Regions from separate parts of the Ovis aries genome. Here region 1 is linked to region 2. A link is a contact called in public Hi-C data. All regions are on one chromosome and are shown on one strand. The core of a region is the stretch at or near the end of the contact, and the rest is flanking DNA. Distances in the headings are between cores, read along the strand shown. Region 1 has its middle 650 kb from the start of QKI. Region 2 overlaps PACRG (parkin coregulated).

Region 1 (5,630 bases), core at 597-3,096, 880 kb before region 2:
GTGGGAGCCCACGATTTGAGAGGCTGTTTTCAGACAGATGGATGTTCAACACCATATCATCACAGCACCAAATTCAGGGTCACAGTTTCTATTGGAAGCATTGATTCCCTTGTCAATTCATTTAATGTGTATGAAATGTCAGATATCAGCAAGCTTCCAAAATCATCAGTGTCTGTTTTTTTCCACCCAACCATTGGCAGCTGGCTTCCTCGCTTTTAAGCTTGAGACCACTGCCCATTGGCCCTTGTCTGGGTTGGGACATCTTTAGGACCCTTGGATCCATCTGAGAGCTGGTCTCCCACAAAAGTTTCCGAGACCACCGCCAACATTCTCGGATGCACACCTGTCCTCTAGGAACTGAGCTTGAGCCTGAAATGCAGCTTACACAGGCCACTTAAGGGCCGTCCCAAGATAACTCGGGTCGGAATTTATCCAGCCCCCTACAAATAAAGCACATCCCATGACTCCACTGCGGAGGCATCCGCTGTTCCAGAGCCTCTTATTTCTAACAGTTGCATCAGCCGTAAACACGCACCGCAAGCTGGTGCTTGGTAAGTAAGATCTCAGCAGATAGCAATGTCTTTCTCTATAGTTCTAAAACTAAATCGGTTTGACTTTGGCACACTCTTGAAGCATTCCCTTCCCAAGACAAAAGCTCAGGGAAGTGTACATTTACCATGCTTTCCTAATCCTCCTAATAGCAGCTAACGTTTATGGAGTGTCAGGATGGACTGTTCCCAGCAGGGCCCCCGTCTTAGCTCAGTTCATCCTCAGAGATGCTCTCAGGTGGGTACCTCACACAGATGCAGTCCCCGAAGGACAGTGGTCCAGGCAGCGCAAGAGCAGGCATTGCCCACCCTGTGTCCAGCGCCCCCCACAAGCCCCTTAACCCAGTGGAGGGCCCAGAGGTCATGTCTTTGTGAGTGAGGGCATGTCCCTGCTTCTTTGATAACAGCAACCGCGTTCAAGAGAAAAAGTGAAAATAAGTCATTCTGCTGCTGCTGCTGCTGCTAAGTTGCTTCAGTTGTGTCTGACCCTGTGCAGCCCACCAGGCTCCCCCTGTCTCTGGGATTCTCCAGGCAAGAACACTGGAGTGGGTTGCCATTTCCTTCTCCAATGCATGAAATTGAAAAGTGAAAGTGAAGTTGCTCAATCGTGTCTGACTCTTCGAGACCCCATGGACTGCAGCCCACCAGGCTCCTCCGTCCATGGGATTTCCCAGGTAAGAGTACTGGAGTGGGTTGCCATTGCCTTCTCCAAAGTCATTTCTAATTCTCAGTAAAAGTAAGGCAGGTCCAGAGCTATGGTATCCTTGTTCAGTCTGGGGATTATTATGGTTGCTTCTGTCATCTTGGCCTGTTTCACTGGTAGTGCTGTTTCTTACGGTCATTGGAGAGCTACGAGGGTGAAAATCTGTTCCCCGACATTAACGTAAGATTCAAACCAAGATGTCAAAGACCAGAGCCGGGGAGGGTATGGGCACCCGTTCCAGTCCCGGAGTTAAGGCATCTGTTCCTCACCTTCTGTGTCCAGACACCACATCAAGCCAAGAAACACCGACGACAGTCTGGAAAACAAGAGACCAGGGTGAGCTCCCTGTTGGGAGGTCTGACTTCCAGACGGAGACGTAGAAGGCATTTTCTCCCAGACAGCGGAGCTCACGGGCAGCCCGTGGTGCATCAGGCTGATGGGATGAAGGATGCCAGTGTGTGGGGGGGCACCCCCAGGACCCCTGGACTGTGGGGTTCTAGAGAAACCAGGATGATTTGAGGTCTTAAACACTCTGCCTGGTATTAGGAAGCACCATTCTGGATGGGGCTCCACCTGCCACCAGGGGGAGCCTGGGTTCTGGGTGTGCCCGCGTTCTTAAGGTCCCAGGACCTGGACAGAGTGAACTGCCCCACAGCTGTTGTCACACCCTCACACCTTCACACACGGCCGAGCCAACTCCGGATCATCTTTATGTGACCTGGAGACAGATGTCCCCGGAAAGGATCCAGGCTCCATCTTGAATAACCTGCCCCCAGGTGCAGGGTGGCCAGAGCGGCCCCTGGAAATTTGTTAGCAGAAGCAGGGACCTCAGAAGTCACGTGGCTCAGCCCCTCTGGCCCCTGGCCTCAGCTTACTGCATTCTCTAAGGGAGCACTTCCTTAATTATTATGTATTATAATGCATTATACCCACCTCTTCAGTCAAAGAAAAGCATAACGTGAACTCAAGACCCAGATTGACAGTATTGACCCATCAGGCCCCTAATGAGTCATGCTTCTGCCTGCCGATGTGGCAGGAGCCCCCCTCCCCCGCCCCCACCAAGAGAAAGACAAAAATTCCCACTGTCCTTGACAGACAGCATCAATTTCCGGAGCCGGCATATTCTTCCCTGGCAGATTTAGGACACCAAAGAAAACAATGGCCCCTGATAGTACCTCGGGGGGATGGGGGCAAGGGGGGACAAAACCCCTGCCCTCCCCAGGGTTTTCATAATGATACCTCGACGCTTATGCTACCCTGACCGCACGGGTCTACTGGGTCTGTGTGTATGGACGCATCAGCCCAAGCACACAACAGAAAAACAAGCCGGTTGTCCGCCCTTCCCCGCCCTCTGCAGGAATTTGGCTGGAGATGAAGGTTTGATCTTTTAGTAATAACATTCTCAGTGTCCAGCTGCGTGCAGCCAAGGGAAATAAACACATCAGCTTCTGAACCTGGTCGTGCAGTGGATTGACATGGCCGCTGACAAAGGATTAACCTCTTGTTGCCTCGGGGCCCTGCCCCACAAAAGATGACCTATATTTTCAACCCAAACAGCTTCTCTGCGTTAATACTTAATGGCCGCAGAGCGCAGGGTAACCACGCGGGTGTTTTGCCAAGGTCACCCTCTTTCACAATCGGTGCTCTTTTGGTTCTAAGTGTGCTTCCAGCGTGCACAGTTGCATGGAAATTAAATACCCCTTGAAGGGGAAGTAGAAGAATGGTGTCTACACAGAGGAAATCCAGTGTCACAGACCAGGCCTTCAGGGGGCCTTGGAGAGTCTGAGGAGGCAAATACTCTGAGCCATGGTTCGAATGTACCGGTTCTGCCTTCCTGCTAATGTACCAGTTCTAGCCCAACAGTGCAATTGCTATTGTAGTTCTGTTTAGGGTCACTTTAGGTCCTGTGGCCTCAGTCTTTCACCTAAATTATTTCAGAAATAATTTAGGATTGAGTGTCTCCAGCACAGCCCTCAAACTATTGTTGTTGTTGAGTTACTAAGTCATGTCTGACCCTTTGCGACCCCATGGACTGTAACCTGCCAGACACCTCCGTCCATGAGATTTCCCAGGCAAGAATACTGGAGTGGGTTGCTATTTCCTCCTTCAGGATATCTTCCTGACCCAGAGATCGAACCTGCATCTCCTGAATTGGCAGGCAGATTCTTTACCTTTGAGCCGCCAGGGAAACCCCCCTCCAAATGATATGCTACCCTAGGAAATGACCTGGAGGCAAGTAGAGAGGAACAGTTTACCTCCGGAGTCACATCTTTCCCCTGACGTCTTGGGAGAGTTTGACTAAAACTGCCTAGGACCGTGGCTCTTTAATAGGATTGGAATGAAACAGATTCATCACCACTGGTCTGAGGGGAAATTATTATCTGAAAAAAAGAAATTTCTAGAATTCCTGTGTAGTCTGTATGTTCCAGAAATAACCCATATTGGCTTTGCATCAGTCAGCTCTTTACATCTGGAACAAGACTTAGTGGATACATTCCGTAGGGACAGACCAGCTGTTGTAAAAAAACAAAACAAACAAACAAAAAAAACTCCCTCTAATTTTACTGGCTTAACACTGGCCTATGTATCAGTTCTTCCCAGGTGGCGCTAGTGGCAAAGGACCCACCTGCCAATGCAGGAAATGACACAGCTTCAATCCCCGGGCTGGGAAGATCCCCTGAAGGAGGGCATGGCAACCCACTCCAGTCTCCTTGCCTGGAGAATCCCATGGACAGAGGAGCCTGGCGGGTTACAGTCCGTTGGGTCACAGAGTTGGACAAGAGTAAGCACTCACGCACGAATCAGTTCAGCAGGTGAGTTCTTGGTCTGCGAGCAGATTTCAAGTCTCCTTCCCCTAACACCGAATGCTGCACTAGGGCCTTGCAGTCTTTAGCCTCCAGACCGCACATGGGGAAAGAAAGGGGTGAAGAAGACTTACTGGCTCCCTAACCGTTGTGGCGTGGAAATGACAAACATCACTCCTGCTCACATTCCAACGGTCAGTCAAAACTTGTCACAAGGCCCCAAATATATACAAAGGAGGCTGAGAGCTGCAGTCCCCAGCTGGACAGCTGTTTCTTAGTGAGAAGTCTTCACCACGGACAGGAGGGGCTACATGTTGGTGGTTGGGTAGCAGTCTCTGCCACGTGGCCATCCAGTGCTGGGGTTGACCCCACGCCAAGACAGTTGCGTGGTATACAAGACAAGGCCATCAGTCAGTGTCCTGGGAATTCTGCCAGAGACCAAGAGCTCCCTACTTGGCAAGGAAATCTATTAAACTTTTTCGACAGCACTACCAATGATAGAGCTTCCCTGGTGGCTCAGTGATAAAGAATCCACCTTCCAATTAAGGAGGTTCCATCCCTGGGTTGGGTTGGGTAACTGGAGGTTCCATCCCTGGGTTGGGTAACTGGAGAAGAAAATGGCAACCCACTCCTGTTTTCTTGTCTGGAGAATCCCGCAGACAGAGGAACCTGGTGGGCTATAGTCCACTGGGTCCCAAAAGTGTCAGATACGACTTAGAAACTAATCAACAGTCACAACCAATGATAAGAAAGTGCTGATACTGAGTTATGATATTTCATCACAGTTTCCATCTGCTGATCTTAGTTCTCCCCTTCTAGAATCTCATAGAAGTTCTACTTCTTCCACTTGACCAACCATCAGAGAGAAGATCCACCCTGTCTCCCTAAAGTGATTCATTATCTAAGCATGCCCAGCTTGCTGGTTTTCACTCCATTTAGGACACTGGCCATCTTTCTTGGGATATTCACACAACTCGTCTTGGCCACCTTGAAATGTTTATAGCTCAGAACTGAAAACAGGGCATCAGGTGAGCAGAAGGAGACAGGATGGGCTCCATGAGAAGGACCCAGTGTGTTTCATTCTGGCAAAACTTTCCGGGGCTGCTGTTTCTAGTCTCTCATCAGCTGGGTGGTGGACTAGGAGAGACAGTGACTCTGGCTCCTGGATATGAGTCTCAGAGGGACCGAAGCCCTGCTGTTCACAGACCTCCCGCTCCTGTTCTTACACAATGAGAGAGTTTCGCTGCGAAGGGCTCGTTTCAGATCAATGCATTTTAAAGCTTAAAAAGAAAAATATGGCTGAACTAAAATGATAATAAAGAAAGCTCAAGATAACGCAGTCTTTTATGCAAGCTTTATATCTCATGAGCCATGCTTTAGAACAATCCTGGAGGTGAGCATAAATTAGACACAGAATCTTTTAGTTTTAAAAAAAATTAATAAAGTTTAGATTAAATATTAAAGAGAAAAGATATAGTTCATTCTTCCTGGATGAAGCCTCAGAAAAATAAGCTTTGTTACTCTTCCTCCCTTTAGGCTGGAATGGCAAAAGAGTCTCTATAGAAATATTTTTTA
Region 2 (5,812 bases), core at 963-3,462:
ACTATATTGATTCTTCCGATCCATGAACATGGTGTATTTCTCCATCTATTAGTGTCCTCTTTGATTTCTTTCACCAGAAAGAAAAACACCAATACAGTATACTAATGCATATATATGGAATTTAGAAAGATGGTAACGATAACCCTGTATGTGAGACAGCAAAAGAGACACAGATACATAGAACAGTCTTTTGGACTCTGTGGGAGAGGGAGAGGGTGGGATGATTTGGGAGAATGGCATTGAAACATTTATAATATCATATATGAAACGAGTCACCAGCCCCGGTTCAATGCATGATACTGGATGCTTGGGGCTGGTGCACTGGGATGACCCAGAGGGATGGTATGGGGAGGGAGGAGGGAGGGGGGTTCAGGATGCAGAACACGTGTATACCTGTGGTGGATACATGTTGATGTATGGCAAAACCAATACAACATTGTAATTAAACTCCAATTAAAATAAATAAATTTATATTAAAAAAAAAGACGGTACCCTGCAAATTAACTACCTCTGTGGCCCAGAACAAGTCAATTAGCAAGTTTCAGTTTCATTACTGATAAAAATAGGGAGATCTATAGATAATACCAGTGGGAGTTCTCTGTTTATGTAAAGAATGATTATTTCATACCTATGTCAATGTTTAAGTAGGCATTTTATAAATTTTTAAATTAAATACTTTGAAATTCTTCTTTCCAATGAAGCCTGCTGAATGTCAGAGACCTGTGTTGAAGGTAGAGACCAAATTAAACAGCAGGAGCCTCTTTCTGGACATATCACAGCTCCAGTGATTATCTCAGCAATGTGGAAATTGGCAGGGATGGTTATCACAGTGGAAGGGAGTAGGACTCGTCCACAGTCTTATTTGGATTGATTTTGTAGACAGAAGGACATTCCAAAGGCCAGTCTCACTCTGTGTTTTAACTGAGAACTGGGATGAAGTAAAACAAACTATTAATTTAAACAGGTGCTGGAGAAGACACTTGAGAGTCCTTTGTATAGCAAGGAGATCAAACCAGTCCATCCTAAAGGAAACCAACCCTGGATATTCACTGGAAGGACTGATGCTGAAACTGAAGCTCCAGTACTTTGGCCAGCTGATGGGAAAAGCCAGCTCATTCGAAAAGGCCCTGATGCTGGGAAAGATTGAGGGCAGGAGAAGAAGGGGGCGTCAGAGGATGAGATGGCTGGATGGCCTCACCGACTCAATGGACATGAGCCTGAGCAAACTCCGAGAGATACTGATAGACAGGGAAGCCTGGAGTGCTGCAGTCCATGGAGTTACAAAGAGTCAGACATGACTTAACTACTGAATAACAACAAAAAGTTTGAGACATCCTTAGTCACTTTTATCCTTCAGGCTCTCTTACAAACATGAATTTTCAGAAACAGGTGAAAGCAATGAGTTCACTCATGGGTGGGAAGCAGGGGGCTCACTAACAGGAGAAAGGCAGAGGCTACTTCATGACTTAGATGGGAACAAAGGGGCCTAGAAAAGTCTACCACCTTCAATGGAACTTACAAGAGGGATTGAGTGGGGGTTAGCCCCAAGACTGTTCCCAGGTAACCTGAGCTGAAATTTGACCAAGAATTACTAAACCTCACCCAGAAGCAGTAAAGCTACAAGGATGGGAAGTGAACAGGCGCTTTGTTTTAGAGCGACAGCAAGGCGGCCTCCAACACCAGGCCGGGGCACGCTGGCCCGGCTTCAGGGCGGCTCCCATCAGCTAGAGCTGCGGCCACACCTCCCCGGCCTTGCGAGCCTCAGGCTCGCTGCTGACCAGGTGGAACTCCAGTTTATTGTGCTGTGCACAGCACTTTTCTTCAGTGATGAAAGACACCTTCATAGCAACTGAGTGGCTAAGGATGAAGAAATACACCAACAAAGCAGATTACTGACTGATAATGAAACCCTCTGTCTCGTTTGTAAAACAAACAAACAAACAAATCTCTAAACAAGGGTTGGCTAAAGATGGACGTGTGCTTTTTTGCCGCCGCAAGCAAAGAATCTTCAATTCTCTTCCCCCCTCCCTATGCATATGTGGAACTCTTCCAGGGACACGTCCTTGGGTGGTGGCTGAGGGAGGGGATCGGTGGGGGGACAGCTGGCATGAGACACAGAGACTGGGAACAAGTTCACAGTGTTCATCTCTAGGGACCCACAGAATAATTGAGAATTGGCTCTTTCATCTCTGGCCTCTGCTCAGCTTTTTTTTGCTGCCCCTGAGCCTCTGCTGTCCCCAAGTGGCCGTCTGGATCACTTAGCCAGCCGTTGAGATGCTATGTGCGCAGATAAAAGTTTGCCAATGCTCCCTGTTAATAGGGCTGTATCGTGTACTCTTCATCTAAGCCTAAATTTACAAAGCAGCCCACGGTGGGGGAGTGAGGTGATCAGACATGCGGTATCAGTCAGTCTGATTCGGTTTCAAGTCCTGGTGCCAACATCTATGAGCAACATGGCCGCAGGATCCCTCCACCCGGCATCCCTGACCCCAACATTGTTCAGCCCATGGTGTTCAGCTCCAGCTTCTCTTCAGCCAGCATTCCCACGCCAAAGCATCTCAGCCTTACCATCTCAGCCCCAGCTGCTCCCATACCGGTACCCACACAGGTGACGAAACGACCTAATACTGCTTTGACTTCTGGGGAAGGTTGCAAAGCTGAGGAGTCAGAGACACAGATTGAAGTCAGATGTGGTGGAACCACACCCTGGCTCTGCTGTGTACAACCCTGTGCCCCTCCTTAAAGGCTGGAACCACTTGAGTGCCAGCTTTCTATATAAAACGGGAGTTCAAACACTAATCCAGCAAAATGCACGCAGCATTTGGCATATGATCATGGAGCGGTCACTCCGTGAAAGGCAGCAATTGTTGGTAACAGTGTGTAGATAATCTTTGAAGAAAGAATTGTGAAAATCTGATTTTCTGCAAAATTTCAACCTAAGAAACAGCACTATCTAAATACTTGAACCACCAAGTAAGTTGCTCATGAAAGTATAAGAAATCAAAGTGCTCAATGGTGATGATGCAAAAAAAACCTCTCATAAACTCAATGACACTTGTTAGCAGTATTTTCCTGATCTATTTATTATAAGCTGTGTTATTCCAATTCATTATTCAGCACCTGAGTATAAAAGTAAACCATGTCATCATGGCTGATACTAGTTAGTAGAAAACCTTGTGACAGCTTCATGATATTTCAATGAGTATACTTGTTGATAAACCCAAGATTTATTCTGCCCAAATAGAAAGACATATTTATCTTCACGAGCATCTCATTTTTCAGAAAGTACCAATCAGCTGAGTGACTCATTTCAAGCTGTCCACTGGGGAAGCAAATATGCCCAGGAAACGAGCAGTAAAAGTCAATCTTGAACAGAAAACTTCATTCCTTAATCAGAGATGCAGGTCAGATGGAAGAATGGGTGAAGAACAAGGGGGAACCGAACAAAACCGAAAGCTGTGTGGTGTGGAGAGGAATACAGTGCCTGGAGCTGATGACTGGGTGAGACAAGTGGTTGCAAAGCCCGTTTTCTCTTTGGAAAGACCTCCTGAGTTCAGTACCGCCACTGGATGGCTGGGATGGGTCGTTTCAGCTCGCCAAGTGCATGTTCAGTGCTCATCAGCGTGCCGGGGGTCAGCACCCCTCATCCCAACCCAGGCTGGCCGTCCCTGTCCGACAAAAGGAGGCTTCAGGGATTCCATTTGTAAATAGATGGACAGAATCAGATGCTGTTTCAGGGCTCACACTGGGATACTGCTAAGACAGTCGTAAAGAACTGTCGGACGCCATTCCCTGCCCTCAGGGAGCTTACAGTCTAGATGGGAACTAGCTGAAAGCCCGTGCTGTGCCAGGATAGTGACCAGGTAAGCTTGTTTATCTTTTTTTTTTTTTTTTTTTAAAGAACACTAAATCAGTGGGCTGAGCCCAGGGTGCATGGGGCTTCTGAGCCACATGAAGAGTGGCCCAGCAAGTGGTGAGCACTGAAGGAGGTTAAGGCAGGGTTCTCCCTGCGCTTGCTCCCTTCCTTTGTCTCAGGTCCCTGTCAGGAACCCTGCCAATGCACCTCTCCTCCAGATGCAGCGCTTAAGCTAAGATTAACAGGATATCAATGCAAACCGAGCTGCTGCGAAGCTTTTTACCATAAAGCATCTTCCCATTTCTAAAAAAAAAAGAAAGAAAGAAAGAAACCTGCGGCTTAAAACTTAAGCTATTCCATTAATTCCCCAGGGGTAAGTCTCTGTGACTTATTTCATCAACCTGAAAATTCAACTCATAACAAATGAAGAGTAAAAACTTTAATTCCGTAAGAACAGAAGAATTTCGGCCTTTTAAAAGAGAGCGCTCTATCAACCCAAGTAGGAATTGTCACATGTAGTTTTATCAAAATTTGCTTGTACTACATGAGAGCTTTATCACTGAATGACAATTCGAAACACACCAGAGACACAGTTCCATGAAACGACCAATGATTACAGAATGCTGAAAATATTGTTGCTAATTCTTCCTTTTCTCTATGTTCTGTGTCTGTGGGGTGGGTGTGGGGGAAGATGAGAAGCTGGGCATCCACCCCAGGGAGCCTGGAGATAAGCCCATTCTTTTAATGCACAAATTTTGTTGATGTGCCTAACTATAAAGATTAGGTTTGCCTGCATATGACAGAAAACCCTAAATAATACTGGCTTAGGTAAGACAGATGTTTATTCTTTCTTCTGTCAGGAGGCAATCTGACTATTATGAAGTGCAAGAGCTCCAAAAGTCACTGGATAACTGGACTTCTCATTCTTTGGTACTTCACTTTCTTGCCTGTGTCTTCCACTGGGAGATTACCTCATAGCCCAGTGTGGCTGCTGCAACCCCAGCCTTCTCATCTGAGTTCCAGGCTGCAGCAAAGGAAGGAAGGACAAGAGATCTGCCCTCCCCAACTGAATGCCACACAACACTTCTCTGCCGCTGGCCATAACTTACTCAACAGGCCCACACCAAAGCTGCAGGGGTGGCTGTGAATCTTGTCTTGCTTCTGAGGGCAGTGTCCTGAACAAAATAACAGCTTAGTCACTGAGAAAGAGGGATAATGGATGCTTCCAGCATCTGGCAGCCCCTGCCTCAGTGTGTGGGTGGACACATGGAGACCACCCTCACGCTGGCAGCAGACACACCGTCACGTGGTCTCTCTGTCTCCATGCTCGCACCTGTCCCTCCTGGATCAGCCCTGCCTACTCTCGGTCCTCTCTTCTTTCCTGGTCCTGGAAACCTCTCACGCCAATGCCCCCTGCTCGGTCTTGAGTCCGGTCTCCCTTTCCCCTCCTGTAGTTTCCACGTGACTTTCATTCCTTCTCTTCTTCTCTGTCCTGGGACTCCTGGAGCGGGTTACCACTGCCCTCCCCCAGGGGCTCTTCCCGACCCAGGGACTGCAGCCATGCCTCTCGCGTCTCTTCCACTGACAGGCGGGCTCTTCGCCACCAGTGTGGCCTGGGAAGCCCTGCAGGTTTGCTGCTCACGTTCAAAGCCTTTACTCAGGCTCTTCCTCACCCTAGACAGCGCTTTTCCCATCTGCCCAGCGTTTGAAGTCGAGGTGAAACGTTTTACAGTCTTCCCTCGTATCTAAAGCCAGCCTCCAACAGCATTCCGCCTACGTTACTTGCAACCTCATACAAGCTGTCCCCTGAACCTGACTGCAGTCTACTTGAGGACAGGAGCTTTGTCCCAGTTTCTCCTCCCCCACTTCCTCCTTCCCCCTTCCCTTCCTCTCTCTCTCTCTCTCTTTTTTTTTTTTTTTTTTACCATTTCCAGTACTAAATATAGTGCCCTTTTC

What was found. A called contact is a pair of places that touch in the nucleus more often than the background predicts.
Region 1: a Hi-C map of hypothalamus shows a contact between it and region 2, with 3 times the contacts expected there. The contact joins two enhancer-like sites. A contact is called at or near these places in 2 of 16 Hi-C or Micro-C datasets (hypothalamus and tail adipose tissue).

What each region holds. Positions count from the first base shown.
Region 1 is chr8:87,216,282-87,221,911 of ARS-UI_Ramb_v3.0, reverse strand. No RefSeq gene overlaps it. Among named protein-coding and RNA genes, the nearest start is that of QKI, 650 kb to the right of the region's middle. Within about 2 kb of position 1,846, at least 10 of the 54 cell types and tissues checked have an H3K27ac peak or open chromatin away from gene starts, as enhancers often do. A contact at or near this core is called in hypothalamus, where this site is marked.
Region 2 is chr8:86,336,666-86,342,477 of ARS-UI_Ramb_v3.0, reverse strand. All of the region lies in intron 4 of PACRG (parkin coregulated), which reads right to left. Among named protein-coding and RNA genes, the nearest start is that of QKI, 230 kb to the left of the region's middle. Within about 2 kb of position 2,212, at least 10 of the 54 cell types and tissues checked have an H3K27ac peak or open chromatin away from gene starts, as enhancers often do. A contact at or near this core is called in hypothalamus, where this site is marked.